3 separate regions of the Zea mays genome follow, and regions 1 and 2 are each linked to region 3. A link is a contact called in public Hi-C data. All regions are on one chromosome and are shown on one strand. The core of a region is the stretch at or near the end of the contact, and the rest is flanking DNA. Distances in the headings are between cores, read along the strand shown. Region 1 has its middle 190 kb from the start of LOC111591353. Region 2 holds the start of LOC100501519 (alpha,alpha-trehalose-phosphate synthase [UDP-forming] 5). Region 3 holds the start of LOC100381406 (putative leucine-rich repeat receptor-like protein kinase family protein).

Region 1 (2,700 bases), core at 43-2,542, 380 kb before region 3:
AGCCGCTACATTTGCCGGGTATACAAGCGCCCGCTATATACTGTTCCCGTGGATGGCGGTGGCGCTGCTGTGCTGCCGCAGGTCTGAACATGCTTTCCATTCAAAGGACCTCGGGACGAACATGCAAAGGACATCTCCGACATCATCCGAGCACCATCTCCCGCAATATAAAAAACAATGAGAAGAAATTATGCTACACATGTTTAAGTCCGGATAACAAAAATTGTTAATAAATTTTAAAAAACTATTGCCGTGCATGTTTTATTTCAATTAGCGTGTAATGAAAAGAAATGAATTATAAACCAAATAAATGGACAAAATGAAGTATGTTAACCCTGTAGCTTTAGAGAACCGAATTTAGGGAACGTTGTTGGAGACTGAGATAATATAGAGGACAAAATCTTTTAGAGTGTTCTGTAAAGTACAGAGAATATTCTTTTAGCGGACGAAATTTAGGGGACGTTGCTGAAGACAGCCCTAAATAAGATCAACACTTTCAACTCTGTTTTTGAAACGTACAATGATGACTCTTTAAGTTATGTATAAGAATATAATTTCTATTATAATGTAACTTTTACCATATGTGCTATATGTAAAAGAATAGGTCCAAACCAAACTGTGAATATTAGATAGGCTTTTTCGTCTAGCATAACGACCCGTTACATCCCTAAGCTTCGACCAGTTTAATTCTAAAGCATCCATTTCCCAACATCAAAGAACTGCAGAAGTCGTATATATATAGGAGACAACAAATCCGGCCGGGATAAGGTTTACGTAATTAAGTACCTAACCATCAGGCCAAAGCAACTTTCACCGGTACAGCGGCATCTTCTCCGCAGACGAGAGACGGCCTGAGTTCGTTGCTTGATGACGTTGGGAGCACTGGCGAGACATGAGTGACAGGTTGGCCAGTCACATATATCCACCACTCTCTCCAGCCACAGAACCAGATCCATCGTATATATATCGTGCATGAGATGCCAAGTGACGAGATGATCCACCACAAGAAAGTGAGCTTGGCAAGGGTGGGTGGGCCTTTCGGGCATTCATTTATTTATTTTGTTTGCTTCGTGAGATTAGCAGTTCAGTGATTTCCATCCCATGCATGTATAGATGATGCACTGCTAGTCTAGCTCGTTCGATAGCCTGGAATCCTTTTTGTACTTGCCGTGGATATATATTTTGGCGCCAATCATTGATGCTCTGAAATTGAGCTGTTACTGTCTGCGTTGGCACCTCAGTCAGTCCTCAAGTGTTCTAGGGCCCAAAAAAACATTTGAGAGAATTGAAATCAGAAGCCACAGAACAATGATACACATGCACCCATTGGCTCGTTAGCTGGGAGTTGGGAGAGGCCTGTGCAGCTGTGCTGCCAGCCTGCAAGCCCATGCTTGTTTGCTTCCAGAGCCCGTGCGCACCAATTACCTAGAAAAGCCAGGCCCACTTCGAACGAGAGATCTGGATTGTCGAGTGCGGCTCGTCGCATATGCATTTTTTTCTTCATTTTTTAGTTATTTTGTCTTTGTTTTCCTAGGGGTTGTATTCTATGTACTCATTATTTCTTGGGAGTGAGCAGTCGTTAATCGGCTAAATTTCTTTCGGATTTGAGTCAGATTACTTTAGGTATACAGACTACAACCCAGAACAAGTATAATAAGGTGATGTATGTGAGATGTAAAAGATGTCATGTCTAATTTACAGTGGTATGGAAGAAAGAGATGAAGAGATAATAGAAGCGGACCGCTCATTGTTAGCAAGCTAAAAGCGGGCTGCTTATGGACTCCAACATAATTTGTGAGATGAAGAAATAACCAAATATTAAATAGACATTTTTATCATGAAGAGTTACTATATGACATAAACTAAAAATTACGAATTCAGTGTCACCTGCAATGTAGGAACCTACAACAAATTAATTCTAATGGCAAAACAAGCTGAAACTGAACCTAAAATGACACAGTGCACACAACCTTCAGGCATATGGGTTGGAGGCAAATAGGTTGACTCAATGACCATGAATTGGGAAGGGGTCACAGAATGCATGTCATCGATCCTTCTTCCTCCACCGCAAATACCAATTTGCTTAGATGGGACTTACAGGTCTTGAGTTTGACTCTCTGTTTTCACACAAGAATGTCACTTGTTGAGTCATTTAGTAGCTAGATTTGTGTCTTTGTGAGGACACCGATGATATGGCAAAGGTGAGCACCGCTCCCAACACTCGTTTCTTCTCACGTAAGCATTGGATGAATATGGGGTTTTGGAGTTCTTATAGACGGCGAAGCCGCCAACAGCCGGACGCAGTCGGGTTCAGGTTTCTAGTTCGTTCTCTACCTCCTCTCTCAAAACTCCCCTCTCATCTCTTATTTACATGCCACTTTACCAAAAAAAGAAAAGGGCACGTTATTTGGTCCATTCTGGCCCATTCACCTTGGTATTGGGCTTAATCATCCTTCATGGCCTGGTTGTTACATTGGACTCCTCTAGCGCTGTGACATCCCCCTCTCATTGAGAGATGGCTTGTCCACAAGCCACGTGTTTAGGAACCTGGTGATGAAGGTTGGCTCGTCCTCCCATGTCGCGAGCTCCTCTGGCCAAGATGCCCATTTGATGAGCAGCTGAGTGACCTCCCCTTTTGGTGTGTGGATTGTGCGTCGCTGCAACACCATCTATGGTTTCTGCAAGGATTCAGACAATGGA
Region 2 (2,758 bases), core at 29-2,528, 320 kb after region 3:
ACGCCAGCTTCTCGTGCATCGTCATGGGGTCTTCGATGATCACGATCGGTTCATACCCCGCCGGCGTCGCGAAGCGGGCATTGATCCGCTTACGCATCGCCTGCAGCTCCGCACAAATCTCGTCGGTGTCATACCCAGGACTCCGCACCGGGTTGTTGATCTGCACGAGCACCACCTGGCCATGTAGCTCCGGCTGCGACTCTAGCAGCCTCTCCATAGCCAAGAGCTTGAGGCCAATCCCCTTGAACAAATCAACATCGTCTACTCCGAGCAACAACTGACGACCGGCAAACTTCGTGGCAACCTCCTTGGCCTTCGCTTCAGTCTCGGGCGACGACAACACCTCACGTAGCTGGCCTATGTCGACACCACCGGCGAGGATCTTCACGGAAACAGCGCGGCCGCAGTAGTCGATGCTGATGTAGCCGCGATGGGTGTGGCTGGTGACGCCGAGGAGCCTAGTGCAGGCGGAGAGGAAGTGGCGGGCGTAATCGTAGTTATGGAAGCCCACGAGGTCGGCGTTGAGGAGGGATCGGAGGAGGTCCTCGCGAACCGGGACTGTACGGAAGAGCTCGGAGGTGGGGAAGGGCGTGTGGAGGAAGAAGCCTATGCGGGCGCGCGGCGACTTGTGGCGGAGGATGGTGGGGAGCGCCAACAGATGGTAGTCGTGGATGAAAACGAGGTCCTCGTCGGGGTTGAGTTGCTCGAGCACGCGTTCGGCGTACTGCGTGTTGGCGGTGAGGTAGGCGCGGTAGAGGTTCGCTTTGAATTTCAGGCCGCCACTGCCGAAGAAGGGCGTGAGCGTGAACGGCAGGAGGTAGTGGAGCATCGGCCACAGGTAGCGCTTGCAGAATCCGTCGTAGAAGTCCTTGTGGAGGCCGGGGTCCAGGAACACCGGGCTACAGCCGAAGCGCGCGAGGAGATCGGCCTCGAGCTCCTCGGACGCAGAGATCGACGCCGCGGCGGAGGGGAGCGCGCCGACGAAGACCACAGGGCGGGGAAGACCGCGGGCCAACTGGAGCGGGAGCGCGTCGGCGTCGAGGGAGAAATCGAAGCCGTACGGCGCGTCGGGATTGGGCTCCGCGTGGAGGGGGAGGCGGTGGGTAACCACGATGCGGCGTGCCTCCACCGGACACGGCGAGCGATCGCCATCGGAGGCGGAGACGGAGAGCATTGCAGCAGCCTGCGCGGCACAGGGGTTCGGCCGTTTGGTTTGGGACTTTGGGTTCTCGTGGGGTTGGAATCGGGGGATGGGGTCGTAGTATTTGACAGCCGGCCGCGGGCCGCCTCGAGAAGGAAGCGCAGGCGCGCAGCAAGCTGGCAATGGAATTTTCCAGCCTGGCCCTCCAGATTTTTTGTTTTCCAAATATGCACAGAGCGCTGCATGCCAAATTGTCAACAGGAAGATATATCATATATGTAGCAAATGTTTTCTTAATACTTTCTCTGTCCTGAAATTCTAAACTTATATTAGCAAAGTTTGTTAGGAGGGAAACCATAATTTGAGAAAAAAAAACTCCCTAATTGAATATACGTTATAGTTGCATGTGTCATTTGGATATTCTCTTAAGGCTGTCTTAAATTTTTTAAAATATATACTAAATTAACAGAAAGTAGGATACATATTTTTCAGCTGGTTATATTTCTTTATGTAATAGGGCTCGAATAGAATACCAGTTGCTTAATGTTCACATGTTCGCACCAACATCCAATAAATTCGTTACAGGATTTTGTTAGCACAACGTGTTACGTGATGCAATACGGCAAATATTTTCTTGTGCGCCTTTTTTCCATTTTAATATAGTTATCCCATCCAAATTGGCAACAAACAGTAATAATTCTATAAATCCAGCTCAACCCGACTATAAGGACATAATGGACGGGAACAGATAATTTTGCCCAGACCTTATCTCTTCCCATAACATAGAGGTATTATGGACAATTTATATTCTATATAATCATAATCATTAATAATAAGGGATTCAAACATCCACATATTAGTGTTTAACTAGACAAATTCTATATCTATAATATATAACTATATCTATACTACTTCTTAAGACAGTAGTGTAGGCGTCCACACGGTGCACGATTCTGCCCCTCCACGCCCGCCCCTACCTCTGTGACCCCCTTCCCTCGCCCCCCGACCGAGATCCCCGCCGGCAAATCCGACCGCCATCCTCCTCCTCCGCCTCCCTTCCATCCTAGCCCGCCTCTTCCATACTCCTCCCCGCATCCCTTCCATCCTCGTCTGTACTCCTCCCCGCGTCCACAGTGGATACCGTGAGCTCGCCCCCGCCTCCATGGCTCCATCCTCCGCTCGCGATTCCCCCGTGCCCGTTGCGCCTGCCTCCTCCCGCCCCGTCCTCCGCACCTGCCCCCTACCCTAGACCTCGCGCTCGCCGCTGTCACCATCAAGGCGCTATGATGCTACCCCCGGTCGAGATAGCCTCTCGAGCATCGAGGTGGTGGTCGAATCGATGGAGGTTGTGCCCCCACCGCTCGTCTCCTGCTCGCCTCCTCGCCTAGCTGCATCCGTCCCTCGCCCAACCACTTCTCCTCTCTTGTCTTGCTCGTCACGGATGTCGTCCTCGTCGTGGCGCACGCGATTGCTGTAGCAGCTGTCGAACAGGTGACAAACCCTATCTGCTTTACCTTGGATTTATTTCGCGTTTTTGCTTCTTCACCTTCTTCAGCGCCATCACGCTTGATTTCTATTGCAGTCTCGGTTCCTCATCCCTGGCCGGGTTTCATTTGG
Region 3 (2,726 bases), core at 65-2,564:
GATTTGATAGAACGGTTTATTCGATCAGATCATTAAATATTACTATATTTTGTTCTTGATTTTTTGCTAATTAAAGAGAAGATCAAAACAGATACTATCAGCCATCACTTGTTCCATACAATAATATTTGTATCGTTTTCTCTGATTCTGCTCATAGGCTGCGTATATTATTAGTCGATGTCGAGTAAGGGATATGCGTCGAGATAGTAAGCTTTGCTGCATCTAAATAAGCAGTGTTGTCTATCTAGAAAAGAATATAGTTCTCGCATCTAAAGGAACCAGATATTTTAATAGAGTGTTTGGTTTGAGGAAATGATCTAATCCATTATCTTCTTACTACTTATTATTTTTGTTTCTTTTGTGAAATGAAATGAGTTGATCATCACCAACTCATTTCTCATAGTTAGTTAGTTATTACTAATATGAGAAATGGTGTCATCCCATCAAATTTGAGGATTGAACCCATGATGCACCACCTAAATTTGGATGTAGTGATTCTTTAAACCAAACACCCACTAAAGTTTCAGCGACGTTATATAAAAAATACTAATATCTACAATACAAAATAAATATCATTAGATTAACTATAAAATATGTTTCATAAGAAATAGGTTGGGATTAAAACGTGAATACTATTTATTATAAATTTGGTTACGCTTGAACCATTTTAAGCGACACAAATGCCATGATTTTATTATTTTGTGGACCGGGTGAGTACAATAAAAGACGAACTGACCTGACCTGCACGGAAACCCCTGTCGTTAAGAATGCTAGTGATGAGGAAAGGCTAACAACGTGGCTGCTGACTACTTCATCTGGTGTTTGTCGTTTTGGACAAGTCAAACTTATAAAATTTGACTACAAACAACTATTTTATTATTTAATTTTGAAACCTAATATTTATATGTACTAATTTGTAATAACAAATATTTTTTTATAAAAGTATAAATATATTAAAAGTTTATTTGTATTTTAAAAAAAAACATTAGTTAAAGTTATATTTTAAAGACCGTGTCTTCGTTCTAAACGACAATTAATTGAAAACCGGACAGAATAAATAACTAGCACGTCCACGTGATAAACGATTAGAAAACATCCGTCGCTAGAACCTTTGGTTATTTTTTTTAGTGAAAATGCCGAGTGGTGAATTTATTTGGCACCCACCCACCTAAATCACGATTAGAAAAGTTGCCGCCAGCCTGAAGCGAAATTCAAAAACTCACTCACGGGCTCACGGCCCGGACCGGAGGCCACACACAGGCAGCAACCAACCGGGGACATACGTGGCGTCTGTCGACTGCACCCTCGCCCGCGGCCCCCGGTATACCGTGTGAACGGGTGCCCAACCGCTGGACGCGCTCCAAAAAGGCAGGCGGCGCGCCTGTCTGAAACGGCTTCTCGTTCGTGCCTCCTTCGCCAACTGTCCACCGCGCTGCCGGTGCTCTTTCCTCTCGTCCCCCATGGATGCTTCCTTCTGGTGCTAGTGGAAACTAGAGCAGTGCCTCCCAGGATCCTCTCGCCCGCGGGCTCCGAGTTGCCGCCTCCGCCTCTCTGGTAAGCGCCGCTCATTCGCTTCCTTCCCCCTGTGTGCAGTGTGCTCCGGGTCGAGCAGTTTCCGCCTGTACTACTTCCTGTTGTGTGTTGCTTGTTGTTTGACCCCGAGCAACCGCCGTCCGCCGCTACCGTTCGTTCCGTTCCTGCCGTCTGGTCTGTTGCCCTCGCATTTTCTTTGCCCGCATCTGCAGCGCGGGCTCTCAAATTTGGAGAGTGTGCTTCAGCAACGAAGCAGAACCGATGGCTGTTTGAGTTGTAGCCCACTGAAATGAGCTTTCCTGGGTGCCGATTCCGCCCAGGAATGTTTCTGCGGTGCCTAGGAAGCTTCTTAGGTCTTCGCTTGTTAGGTAGGACTCATTCGGCTTCGGAGGAGGAGCAATTGCAATCGAGGTGCCCGTTTTTTTTAAATAAAAAAAATCGAGGTTCTCATCAGCCCATGTGGTGGTTCGGATCCCATCTCGTCGATTAGAATGGCTTATGTTGAACAGAAGATCGGCCTTGTCGTATCTTCTCAAGCTCATCATAAACTCAATCTCTGACACCTTTCAGGAAAAAAACATGGTGTGCATGTGTTACAAAAGGATTTCTAGCAGTAGGCGGGGCTTCCTTCAACATTGTTAATGTTACAAAAGGATTTCTCTACCAAGTTTTATTGGGGAAAATCAGTATCTTGTAGTTTCACCAAATTCTTCTAGGACGTTGCAATTTTGGTTGATGACGACTGCTCATACGTGTTGTCAGCCGAAAGACATGCCTTATTAGTGAAGAACCGGTAGGTGGAATTTAACTTCTACCGGTATCACGACTAGTCGACTTAGTAGGCATACTCTACTCTACAGTGATATCCTCGTATCTTTGGTACCCTGTGCCTTTGCTACGACACATGCAATCCCTATTTTGATTGTGCGTTGAACTACTTGTACATTGGTGACAAAAAAAATATTTGTTGCTGACTTCTATGCAAAATTTCTAGGAACAAGATGAAGCTGGTTTTCTGGCATTGGATTTTTCTATTCTTCGTGTTGCTTTCAACATCACAGGGTATGAGTTCAGATGGCCTAGCTCTTCTTGCTCTGTCCAAAACCCTAATACTACCAAGTTTCATAAGGACCAACTGGAGTGCTTCTGATGCAACTCCTTGTACATGGAACGGTGTTGGCTGCAATGGAAGG

Evidence for each region. Hi-C and Micro-C count contacts between places; a contact is called where the count stands out from the background.
Region 1: a contact with region 3 is called in a Hi-C map of tassel, with 5 times the contacts expected there. The contact joins the enhancer-like site here to the promoter of LOC100381406 in region 3. A contact is called at or near these places in 4 of 25 Hi-C or Micro-C datasets (bundle sheath, ear, leaf and 1 more).
Region 2: a Hi-C map of ear shows a contact between it and region 3, with 5 times the contacts expected there. The contact joins the promoter of LOC100501519 here to the promoter of LOC100381406 in region 3. A contact is called at or near these places in 10 of 25 Hi-C or Micro-C datasets (bundle sheath, ear, endosperm and 5 more) and 1 of 3 datasets of contacts at active chromatin or transcription factors (leaf).

What each region holds. Positions count from the first base shown.
Region 1 is chr4:64,792,788-64,795,487 of Zm-B73-REFERENCE-NAM-5.0, reverse strand. No RefSeq gene overlaps it. Among protein-coding and RNA genes, the nearest start is that of LOC111591353, 190 kb to the left of the region's middle. Within about 2 kb of position 1,292, at least 14 of the 20 cell types and tissues checked have an H3K27ac peak or open chromatin away from gene starts, as enhancers often do. A contact at or near this core is called in bundle sheath, ear, leaf and 1 more, where this site is marked.
Region 2 is chr4:64,089,155-64,091,912 of Zm-B73-REFERENCE-NAM-5.0, reverse strand. It overlaps LOC100501519 (alpha,alpha-trehalose-phosphate synthase [UDP-forming] 5), which reads right to left and starts at 1,278. Exons shown (of 3, transcript XM_008679492.3): 1 at 1-1,278. The coding sequence starts at 1,174. LOC103653321 (a long non-coding RNA gene) reads left to right here and starts at 2,065. Exons shown (of 3, transcript XR_002269102.3): 1 at 2,065-2,632; 2 at 2,724-2,758.
Region 3 is chr4:64,409,247-64,411,972 of Zm-B73-REFERENCE-NAM-5.0, reverse strand. LOC100381406 (putative leucine-rich repeat receptor-like protein kinase family protein) reads left to right here and starts at 1,314. Exons shown (of 3, transcript NM_001320806.1): 1 at 1,314-1,554; 2 at 2,528-2,726. The coding sequence starts at 2,535.